Linked DNA regions of Zea mays: regions 2 and 3 are each linked to region 1. The links are chromatin contacts, called in public Hi-C maps. All regions are on one chromosome and are shown on one strand. Each heading gives the region's core, a stretch centred on a gene start, on an enhancer-like site or on the middle of the called end of the contact. The rest is flanking DNA. Distances are from core to core; before and after follow the strand shown.

Region 1 (3,810 bases), core at 974-3,473:
GGCGACTTCTGCTGCTGCGGGGGCGGAGTCTGCGAAGCTGGTGGTTGCGGTGGCGGCGGGGCTGGCGACACGGAGGCAATGGGTGTGGGGTGCGGCTGAGGGGGCGGCGGCGGCTTCGGATGCGACGGCGGTGGCATGGCGTTGATGGTGGGCGCGGCAATGGATGGCATCGGGATGGTCTGCCCGGTGATCTTCTGTATGAAGGAGAGGACGGCAGCGTCGCGTGAGGCTGCCATAGAGCGCTCCTGCGCCAGGATCTCCTGCTCGCGCGCTAGGCGAGTCATCTCCTGCCGCCGCCACGCCTCCTCGCGGATCATGCGGTCCTGCTCACGCTTCTCGATGGCCTCCAAGAACCTCTGCTGCATCGCCTCCTGACGGTCCATCACATGCTTCATCAGGCCCTCGAAGAACCTCATCATCTTCCCGCTGCCGTCCGACACCCTCTTCCTCTTCCTGCGCTGATCGTCCGCGCCGCCGCCCACCAGCTCCTCCGTGCCCTCGTCGTCGGAGTCGTCCTCGTCCGTGTAGTCGTCCTCCGTGTTGGACGTCGAGATGCTCGGGTAGCCCACCGTCGTCGTCATCGGCATTCCCACGCCGGCCGACACCGCAGGCAGCGGCTCGGCAGGCACGCGCACGGCCGACGACGGCCGGGCTGCCCCGGACACCCCGCCGGAGATTGCCGGGCCCACCTGCGACGCCACCGACGCGGGAGCCGCTCCGGTGCCGTGCAGGGCCTCCAGCTGCGTGAAGAATCGGTACGTCTTGCCGTCGTTCCGGCCGGCGCGGCTCTCCTTTGTGCGCTTGTAGTACTTGTGCACGTTCTCGAACTTCTCCTTGCACTTCTTGGCGCTCCGGTTGTACCCTTTCTCAGCCAGCTTCCTGCCAACCACCGCATCGATCAACAATTTAGCAACAAAAACGAGAACCTTAATTGCCTTATCAATGGCGTATCGCCACCACCAACCACCACAAATTTCAACCGTACAAGCAACAACTGTAGTAGCCCTCACACTAAAGTTGCATGCATGTAGTAGAATTTTACTCGATTTGGGCACCCATGGAAAAAGATAAAGAAACTCATATACACAATTAAATACCAATTAAATACAACCATTTTAGTAAGCTAAACAACGCTCATCCCAAGAAGAATGCATAACAGAAGGGGAGGAAGAAACTGGGAATAAAAATTCCCATCTTTTTGCGAGAAATTCAGAGGCCAAAGAGATAAAGCTTGGGATTGATGCCATTGGATCTGAAGAATATTGCTGTCCGTGTCTACTACTCTACTGCTACGTACCTACTGTATTGGAGAGACGAAGAGCTTGGTAAAACACTAGAGCTGATTTTTTTTCCCGGAAAAGTAGCGAAGGAGAGAGCGATATCGAGCTATTTTAAAATGGAAAAGTCACTGTTCTCGTGAAGGATGGTTAAGAAAAAGTAAAAAGAAGTGTTCTTTAGCCGGGTAAGTAATAATTAATTAACTGGGCCTGCTAGCTAAGAAGCTAGCCAAATCGGCGCCAGGGGCCGGTCCCGAAGGCCGTCGAGATTTCATGCGGCATTCCACCGACGAGAATTCCGTTACGGCGGCGCGCCGGGACGACGGCGTGGCGAGTGATTCATGCCGCAATTCAGGTAGCTAGTTACGTACCTGGAGACCTGCTCCCAGAGGGGGGCCTTGAGGGTGGCGTCCCGGAAGGCGGTGTCCATGTCCGACCGGATCTTGAGCAGCTCCAGCGTCTCCTGCCGCGGCCACCGGTTGCCCGCCGAGCCGCCGCTGGCGCCATCCTCACCAGCTGCGGCGGCGGCCAGGCCCTCGGCGTCAAAGCCCACTGCGCCGGCGCCGGACGGGCCGAGCTCGTCATACTGCTGAGCCGGCGCCGGCGCCGGCGGCCGGCTGCTGATGGGCGACGGTGCCTCCGCCAGCGAGATCCGCTGCCCAGCGCCGCCGACCGGCGAGAATGGCAGCGGCATCTCCACCTGCTGTGCGCAGAACTGCTGCGCTGGGCCTCCACCGCTTGCTCCGCCGCCTCCCCCGTGCTGCTGCTGCTGCATGCTTACAGTACAGCTACTGCTCCCGCACACGCGCACTCGTGCACGTCGCCAGGTGTGTTACCACTGGGAAATGGAGGTCATGAAACGATCAGTACATGAGGGGCAGGTGAAAAAGATGGGAGGCAGAGAGGAGAGATAGACGGACCTCAGAGAGGGATAAGAGTGGAGAAGGGAAGGAGGCTAGAGAGGGGGGAAAGGGAAAGAAAGGGAGAAGAGGAAGTAGCCAGAGAAGAAGGGGATGAAGCACTAGTAGTACTACAGGCACGCTGGCAAAAAAATGTACTCTTTCAGCAGGAGGAAGATGAGGATGAAGAAGAGAGAGAAAAGAAATAAGATACCATCAATAAGCAGCCTTCAATAAATAATAGGGAGGATGGGGGAGAGAGAAAGATGAAGAGAATATGATATCTGTGATGAAGGTAAAGGAAGAAGATGGGGGATGTAGGGTGAAGGAGAGAGAAGATGAAATGTTGAGTACTGCGGCAGGGGAGAGAGATGGAGGTGTACAGAAAGATGATGAGTGGGATGATGTGGGAGATAAAACAAACAAGATGCTGCGCTGTCAGAGGGGCTTTACCTCTCTGCCTAATACAACTTGTTAGTAAAACCAAAATGACAGAGGGGAGAGGAGTGTGGGCAAAAAATGGTAGAGAGAGAAGCATGTGAAGCAGGATAGAAAGGGAAGGGAGGGAGTGCTGGAAACTGTTGTGGGATGAGTGAGAAAGGGGTGAGAGAGATGGAAGGAGGCTTGTAATGAAAGAGAGAGGGGGTACAAGTACCCTCTACAAAACTCAATCCCCATGAAGGAATATGTTGGATCCTGTGTTTATCTTAGTTATTTTGCTACATAATATCGTACTAGTCATTTGTTATGCATAAGGTAATTACCTGGGCTTCAAAATACAGTAAATTTTGGATGTGTGTTACCTTATGCAGCATGGAAACAATACGTAACATGCGGTAAATAAATAAATAAAAGTTTTTACATAGTTTCTAATAATATAAATACTAACTAGCCGCTCTCTGGTGGCAAATAGAGCAATCCACGGGCACAAAAAAATTACCTGGACCCAAGTTTAATTTGTAGACGAAAACCCATATTTGAGATAAATAACAGACAAAACTTAACAATAATACATACAAAACAAAATTAGTTAGAGTAGAAAGAAAACAAAATACGGAGAGACAGAAATAAAAGCAGTTGAGTGGATGAGGCGGCAGACAAGGCCACATTATAACAGCTGTAATGTGGGCCCCACAGGCGAGCGAAAGAGGTGCAGAACGTGCGCGGCGATTAACGCGGACCCGCAATCCCCACACACCCAAATCAACCAAACCAAAGCGACCGGCGGGAAGACGCCACTGGCTTGTGGGCCCAAGGCATTCACTGGGCCCATGAGTCATGTGCAAAGGGTGGGGTTCAGATGCGTGCCCAAGTGGAGCAGGGCAGTATAAAAATGGCCATGCATTGACATGCATGTTGAGGTTAATCCCCCACTTTCCAATTAATAAATGTTCATGTGGCCTTTTAAATGATTGTTAGGCATAAAAATCTGGCCGACTAATTAAGGGCCTGTTTGTTTATCCCCCATGGATTATATAATCTAGATTATTTTTGGAGGATTATATAATCTGGATTATATAATCTGGATTATATAATCTAAGTAGTCCTGTTTGTTTACCCAGATTATTTGAGTTGTTAATAGGATTCTTTTGTATGAGGAAGACAAGAATGCCCTCTATATTTGTACTAGGTTG
Region 2 (3,810 bases), core at 944-3,443, 82 kb before region 1:
ACGTCTCTACTAATTTCATTAGAACCAATTATACATTTAACGTTGCTCACTGCTTCCAGTATTCTGTATCTGAATGCCAAGCATCTGGTACAAAAATTTACGAACACCTGACCTGTAAAGAGCCAAGCCAGATAATAATGATCAGATGCAATTATTCTATTCGACACGACAGCGTGTTTACTATGCTTCATTCGTATTTCATATGACATGCTGTTCTAAGGAAAAGAGCTTATACTTCAATGGTTTCATCCACATGTTTATTTCAGGTGAAAAATCTTAAGACTGGCATCTGCCGCTTGAGAATTTGTTTGACTCATTCATATCAGAACTATGCTACATCAATCCGTTAGGGGCAACTTGGTGGGGATCTTCCTATTTTGTGTTATGCAGTAATCATCAAAAGGTTTTATTTAATGTATATATATATATATATGTAAGCCCTACAGTCGTTTGTTATCTAGCTTCAACTTTAAATTAGCACCACCAAAGTAGTGCAACTGTAAGTATGGCTTGTGAAAGTGACCCCTCAAAGGCCAACCCACTCGTATGGCTGGAAAGTTGCTAGAATCTGTATGCTCATTGTTCCCATCAGCAAACAGTAGGTTGCTATATTTCTAGGGCATCAAGATTCATCACACAGTTCCTACTGTGGTGTTCAATTCCCTTTTGAGCTCTAAGGCCAACCCTGGAATTAGCTAATCAATCACGTCCAAATGTATTTTAACCGTAACACTTACTAAATGATAGGATGGCACATTGATGATGACCATGACTAGCCTAGCCTGATACCTGGTAGCTAGTGAAAGATGGTGTAGATAGGCATCAAAGTTAAAATGATAAAACCTGTTGCTTTCTAAAGGGACCGGGACTCTACCAATATGGAATATCTATCTTCAACATCATCCCTGGAATTACTGAACTCAAGTCCTACATACACGTGGTACAGGATGCTGACCAAAGATTCACTAATTGCAGTTCTTTGGCACGCGTAGTTTTGCTTTGAACTTTCATGTTCTGTAATCTGTAGTGAGTTCCTGTTCGTAACAAGGCCAGTTAGCGCAAGCAATAATCCATGTAAGCCGGATGCCCTCGCTAATTTCTTTTACCGTAGTAGAGATACCGCCACACCTTACCATTACTTAAAGTAAAGCACTGTTTGAGTACAGAAGTACAGGGTACAGACGAACGGAGGAAGGAAGGTGGTGATAATCTTAGCTCTAGGAGGGGGTGGAATGGTTGGTTACAAGGCCATGTGCAACGAGAGGGACACAAGCGGGGAACAGGGGTTGCACGGGATAACATGGGAGCCATGTCTCTCCATGTTGCTAGTGCGTATCTGTGTATAGCTTTCACTGTTGGCTGGACCGCTCTGGCAAGTGAATAACTGCAACAACTCATAATTCCGGCTTCCATCTCCAACCCCTTTTTCCTGCCTATATTAGCAAACGAAGGAAATGGAAGTTTTACAATTTCCTCCCTTTTTGCAGATCATGTTCTGATTGGCAGTCATCGTCGTGGTCGTGGCACAGTGAAAGCTACCTTGCACTCAGCTTCGAGGTTCGAATATTCGGACAGCTTGCCATTCTATTATTGTTATTGTTACCCTATTGAACTCAGCTTGGAGATGCAAGGGAGGAACTGTACATGTCGCCAGCGGCTGTTACTGATTGCTTAAATGGATATCTGGAAGAGTTGTAATGCCCTGCGGCTGTTACTACTCAAGTGTGTGCTTTAGGTGACGGTACCTTTTGTGAAACCACGGGGAATCTTTGCGGTAAGACCATGATAACACTGAGGAATAGCACTTTAATCTGGCCAGAAGGAAACTCACAGCTCTGCTCTGGTGGTCACACGGGCAGGACAGGATATCCTCATTTTTTGGTACGACCAAATTCTGTGAGTCTGAAACTTCAGAGGTGTCCAAGACAGCAATCACTTGGAGACCGAAGCCAATTTTTGAGCTTGGTGAATTGTTTTCAGCAGAGTCGTGGTGGGCGTTGGAGCATTGTTTTCAGCAGCCGGTCCTAAGCCTTCACTTGCTGGACAGTTGCTGCTTCAAAAGGCCAGTGTTGCGCACCATACAGCTTTTGTACAACCGCACAAGGGCAGGAATTGTGGAGGGACCAACAGTGGGCAAAGGAAAAAGGATACCACGTCGAGCCAATGACGGGTCCCGACCCGGCCTGGACAAGAACAACCTTGGAGGTTTGCTGCAGCTAGCAGCTGGGATGGTCCTCCCAGGCACACAGCGCAGAGCCAGGGCAGTGCTGTCTCTTTCCTCCCAAGAAAGAAGCTTCCAGATTTATCTGTGATTAACTTCGCTCTTGGGTGAAAGAGGAGGATGATGGGACAGGGAGGCTCTGAGTTGCTGGGAAGCTATTCATCAGTTCCTTCAGCGGCAAGCTCTAATTATTCGGCGGGCTTAGGACTTAGGAGTCACGTCTCGGCATGTGATTCGGTATCGGAGGTACGCGCGCGAGCCTTCTGGCTTAACCCTGGCGTGTGGTCCAGCGGCACAAGCCACAAGCTTCTGCTAGATTTGCTGTTCCATCTCGCAATCTTGAATGGCTCTGCTTCATATGTTACTCGCAAGCTTGAAGAGAACAAAGCCACGAAAGAAAGAATTTTTTATTTGTCGTGGTTTAGTTTAAAAAATAAACTAGTGGACGACAAATATTTATGTAGTATATGTTTAGATGGTCTCCAGCAACACGGGTGGGACCATACGTGTTTATCTGGACCATCATTGTTACCGTGGCTCACTGGCATGGAGTGTTTGAATGCATTAGATCTGATAGTTAGTGGTTAAAACTAGATGAAGATATCCAAATATCCTAGATAATAGTTTAATAATTATCTATTTTTAATAAATTAGGTAATAGTTAACTATATATTTGTTAGCTAGTTAATTTCACTATTAATTTTTTAACCAATTAGATCTAGCGCCGTCAGGGTGTGTAAAAAACGTGCCGTTTTTAGTTAATGACGTGGTATGGTCTCATGAATAGTCGAAATTGCTACTGATTGCTGTTAGAATCTGCCTTCGTAAAATTACTGGCCGGTGCGTCTAGATGCTGCCATGCACGCACGCACAAGTAATCTGTGTTGTTGTGTGACGCTGACACCACAGAACACGACACGCATAGGCATAGCTCCCGCGCCCGGTACCGGGAGGGAGCTCTCTTCTTTCTATGCCCGTGCTGGGCTGCGGTGGAAAAGCCGCAACTTTTCCGGGGTTTATTATTATATATATATGTATACATCTTTATATATATGCCGTGTGTCAGTGCAGTGTTAAGAGTTAACACATATATGTACATACAAATTAATATATTTATATTGTAGCAGATCAAAAGAAACTGTCACATCATGGTGTCGCTGTCGGGCGGCGGAGCGCAAGCCATTAAAGAAATTCAGCCTGGCACACTTACCGCCCCACATGCTTATCATTTGCGTTTGCGTCGCGACCCAATCATTTTAGCGTCACCTTTTCTTGCCCAAGGGACGATGCTCTTTTCCTCTTTACCGGCCAGTTTGTCACCCTAGGACGCATGATGCGTTCTTGATGCCATCACTATTCACTAGTACCCCTACTCCTTAGCTTCGCGCCGACATGCATATGCTGATATGTACGCGTGCATGCATGTCAGTGTTAAGGGTATTAGATTATATAGTACTTGGTTTGCTTAATTAACCCCACCGAGAAAAAAACTGAAAGTTTTAAAACAACACATTATGGCCTTGTTTTGGATTAATTGGCTTCTGCTCCAATTTTGGGCGTCAGAATCAATCCTAGCCGCCAAACGCTTT
Region 3 (3,810 bases), core at 397-2,896, 77 kb after region 1:
CCGGCCTCGTACGCGTAGCCATGGTTGAAGTCTTGAAGAATGGTCAGAGCATCCTTACGCCTAAGAGGCGGGCAGCCAGGTAGTTGGCCTAACGTTTAAACTTTACTTTACAAACAATATAATTTATACTATAAAACAATATAAAATATTGTTTTTAATAAACCATGAGTAGACCGCTGGTGACGGTATAAACGTTGTGTCCTGCTGGTACTGCTAGTAGTATTTGCTTGCTAGTCCCGCGGGCCAGTAACTCACCAGTTTGACCGGCGGCGATCGGCCGACCGATCGTACGTACGGCCGCGCCGGGCATCATTAGCGTCGACGACGCTGTAACTAACGCAGTTACTACCGCACTGACTAGTTTTACCAGGACGACGGCTCGTGCATTTGGAGTCAAATTGCACTACTGTTCGTCCTAGCGGCGGGTGACTGACAGTGAACGCTGCCACTGCTAATGGCGACAAACAAGGCCTTGCCTTACACGTAGGAAGGCCAGGAAGAGTTGGTCTTCTTTTAATTACCATGTATGCATGGCAGCTGGTGGCTGGCTGCTGTGGAAATGTGGACGGGATCGATCGTGCGGTCGGGGAAGAAGAAGAGCACGGTTTCGCGTCGCGTGCGTGCGTGCAGACAGAAACCTAGCCTTATTATCACGGTTGTTTGTTCGGTTTTTTCCACGACGTTTGCACGCGCTAGCTGACCACAGTTCCCATGGTCGTTTCGATTTGACGTGGTTCTTGTCAGCTTCCAATTTGCATTGGTAAGATGTTGCGCGCGCGTTCTCCAGAAAAAGGATGCCTGATGATGTTTTTCCCATGCATGTTTGATACTGGAGTGCGCGCGGCGCATAAATCTGAATTGCCTTGCTCCGGTTTGCCGAGATCTAGTGTGTGGTCTGGGTGCTTCAGTAGTATGAAATGCGAGGACTAGCTAGAAGCTTTGTGAGTATATGCAGTTTCCTTTTCCTAGATCTTAATAGTTGGAAACTAAGGCTGTCTCTAGCAACGTTCTCTATATTCATTCTCTATATTCGTCATTTACAGTCTCCTCTAAAAGATTCCATCATCTATATCTTCTTGCTCTCCAACAACGTCCTCTAAATCACGTCCTCTATACTCAAATATCTATATTATAGACATTTTTTATTTTTATTTTTTGTACATACGTATTTGTCATACTTTTAAATGTATTGTACATATTTTAGTTTTGCTAAACCGGTTATTTAAAGTATTCAATTGGATAAAGGACCGTTTAGAGCTAGAAACTCTACATATAGAGAATCCAGCAGCGTCCTCTAAATTTAGAGGACCGTTTAGAGGACGCTGTTGGAGAGCGTAGAAGACCATTTGATACTCTATATTTAGGGTACAGAACTCTTTAGGGTCCTTTACTGGAGCTAGCCTAAGCGCGCAAGTCAGTTTTCGCACACGTATATTATATATATATGGTGGACTAGCTATACGTATACGTACGTGTATTTGTATTAGCCGTCGTGTTTTACAAACGATGTCTTCCTTAGGAGCATGCATGCGAGAGAGGTAAGCTGCTAGCTGACGCGAAAGCATCGATCTCGCTGTCAGCAGCATGCTGGTGGCGTCACTGTTGGCCACCTTCACGGCAACAGCGGCTAGCAACTGAGCGGATTGACCAGCCACTGAGGTTGCGCCAGCTGCCATCACGTACGTACGCGGTCTCACGCATCATGCAAAGCCGAATTCTCCACATCCATCTCATTCTCCCTCTACAGGTAGCTATCGAGAGGCCGCCGGTCGTGGACGCAGCGGCCAGCGGCCGACTAAGGGCATGTTCGGTTGTACCGGAATGAGCCAGGATTCATTTCAGCTCATCAAAATCTATATAAATTAGAGAAGTAATCCGGCTAGAAATTAATCCGGGGTTCTAATCCGGAAAAATCGAACAGGGTCTAAACTGTGGGAAAATAGTGGCGTTTTCCCGGCCGTAAGATGAAGACACGAGGCCCCCAGCGGAATTAGAGATGGCAATGGGTAAAAACCCGCTGGGTATTACTTGCCCAAATCCGTACCCGCGAAGAAAAAATACGCCCGCTAAGAAACTCATACCCATGACGGGTATAAAAATTTGCCCAAACCCATACCCATGCGGGTTTCGGGTACCCAACGGGTTTCCCATACCCACTAACATCAACATAAAAAATAAATCATCATGTAAATGACAATCAATACATTAATAAGCTAGCATAAAAAGAACAAGTGATAACTAATTTAGGCTAAAATTTGTTACATGAAGTTTATTTCAATTAGAACATATTCAATTAATAATATTATGAGACATATTTATAAGGAATGTTGATTTTAAGGCGGGTTTTAAAAACCCATGGGTTTACGGGTATGGGTAGTGGAAGAACAAACCCATGCCCACATACCCGTTGGGTTTCCATTTGAACCCATTAACAAACCCATGGGTATAGAAATTGACCCAAACCGATACCCTAATAGAGCAAAAACCCACCGGGTTTCGGGTAGCGGGTACCCATTGCCATCGCCTCCTCCACCTGCACCTGCATGCTTTTGCGACCCTCTTGTCACTGGTGGTTCAGTTCAGTTCAGTTCAGCCAAAGCTTTTTACGGTTGCAACAACACCAAGCCATGAATACCTGCGCATCCCAATTATTAATTACTGCATGGATGGATACAACCAGCGGCACCCAAGTACCCACCATCTGTAAAACTGTAGAGATTCTACGGCCTCATGCATGCAACCGATAGATGACGCAGCTGATCTGAAAGCAGTTACACGGTTCTGAACTGACTGTGATGCGACGTACTCCACTGGAAACGATACGGTTCTGACTGATCGATTTCTGAAACACACACCCCGCATGACTGCTGAAACGAACGAAAAGGCCAGGCAGTCAGTCACTCGTCGTCTGACATTGAACGAAAAGTACATGGTTGAAGGAAAACATATATTTAATTAGATTCAATATATACGGACATAGGTTTGTATAATACATTTGTTGTTTCACAATGGGAAAGGTAAAGAGCAGTGCATTAGTTTATAGTTTCCACAGGTTGCATTGTATATGGACGGGATTGGAGCGTGTGAGGGTTCGCGCGCAGCGGAAGCCGGCACCAAACAGCAGCAAGCTAAGCTGTCACAGGTATTTCACCGAACATATCTTGTGGGCATGAACCAAATAAAGCATCTAAGCTTCAAATCAAGCAACCACACATTGTCTACAACAACAATATATGTGCAACAATTAGCTCAATGACCAAATCACCAAGAAAACCATGCAACCAAATAGCTTCCTCCACTGCCTCAGTCAAAGACATAAACTCAACTTCTATGGTAGATAAGGCAACCGTATGCTTCAATGTTGCCTTCCAACTGATGCGCGACCCACAAAGCTGAAACACATAACCAGTGATGGAACACCTATAATCAAGATCCCTAGCAAAGTTAGAATCAGAATAACCAACAACCTGTCCCGGATTGACTGCCCTTTGATCAAATATCCAACCATATGTGTTTGTGCCTCTGAGATAATGGAGAATCCACTGCATAACCTTCCAATGTTCTTTGTCTGGCTTTGACATAAAACGGCTCACGACACTAACTGCATATGCAATATCAGGACGTGTGCAGACCATAGCATACATCAAATTTCCAACAGCACAAGCATAAGGAACTTTGGACATGTACATCTCCTCCTCTACATCCAACGGCCCGGTTGAAGTAGATAGCTTGAAATGTGCAGGTAATGGAATACAAATGGGTTTTTCTTGTGACATATGAAATTCGTGTAGAACCTTTTCAATGTACTGG

The links. Hi-C and Micro-C count contacts between places; a contact is called where the count stands out from the background.
Region 2: a Hi-C map of bundle sheath shows a contact between it and region 1, with 3 times the contacts expected there. The contact joins the enhancer-like site here to the promoter of LOC100381416 in region 1. A contact is called at or near these places in 7 of 25 Hi-C or Micro-C datasets (bundle sheath, ear, endosperm and 2 more) and 1 of 3 datasets of contacts at active chromatin or transcription factors (leaf).
Region 3: a Hi-C map of leaf mesophyll shows a contact between it and region 1, with 1.9 times the contacts expected there. The contact joins the enhancer-like site here to the promoter of LOC100381416 in region 1. A contact is called at or near these places in 6 of 25 Hi-C or Micro-C datasets (leaf, leaf mesophyll and tassel) and 1 of 3 datasets of contacts at active chromatin or transcription factors (seedling).

The regions. Positions count from the first base shown.
Region 1 is chr5:23,051,283-23,055,092 of Zm-B73-REFERENCE-NAM-5.0, reverse strand. LOC100381416 (Trihelix transcription factor GT-2) reads right to left here and starts at 2,223. Exons shown (of 4, transcript NM_001174257.1): 1 at 2,198-2,223; 2 at 1,649-2,115; 3 at 1-879. The coding sequence starts at 2,052.
Region 2 is chr5:23,133,409-23,137,218 of Zm-B73-REFERENCE-NAM-5.0, reverse strand. No RefSeq gene overlaps it. Among protein-coding and RNA genes, the nearest start is that of LOC103626101, 21 kb to the left of the region's middle. Within about 2 kb of position 2,193, at least 18 of the 20 cell types and tissues checked have an H3K27ac peak or open chromatin away from gene starts, as enhancers often do. A contact at or near this core is called in bundle sheath, ear, endosperm and 2 more, where this site is marked.
Region 3 is chr5:22,973,912-22,977,721 of Zm-B73-REFERENCE-NAM-5.0, reverse strand. No RefSeq gene overlaps it. Among protein-coding and RNA genes, the nearest start is that of LOC103626099, 35 kb to the right of the region's middle. Within about 2 kb of position 1,646, at least 15 of the 20 cell types and tissues checked have an H3K27ac peak or open chromatin away from gene starts, as enhancers often do. A contact at or near this core is called in leaf, leaf mesophyll, seedling and 1 more, where this site is marked.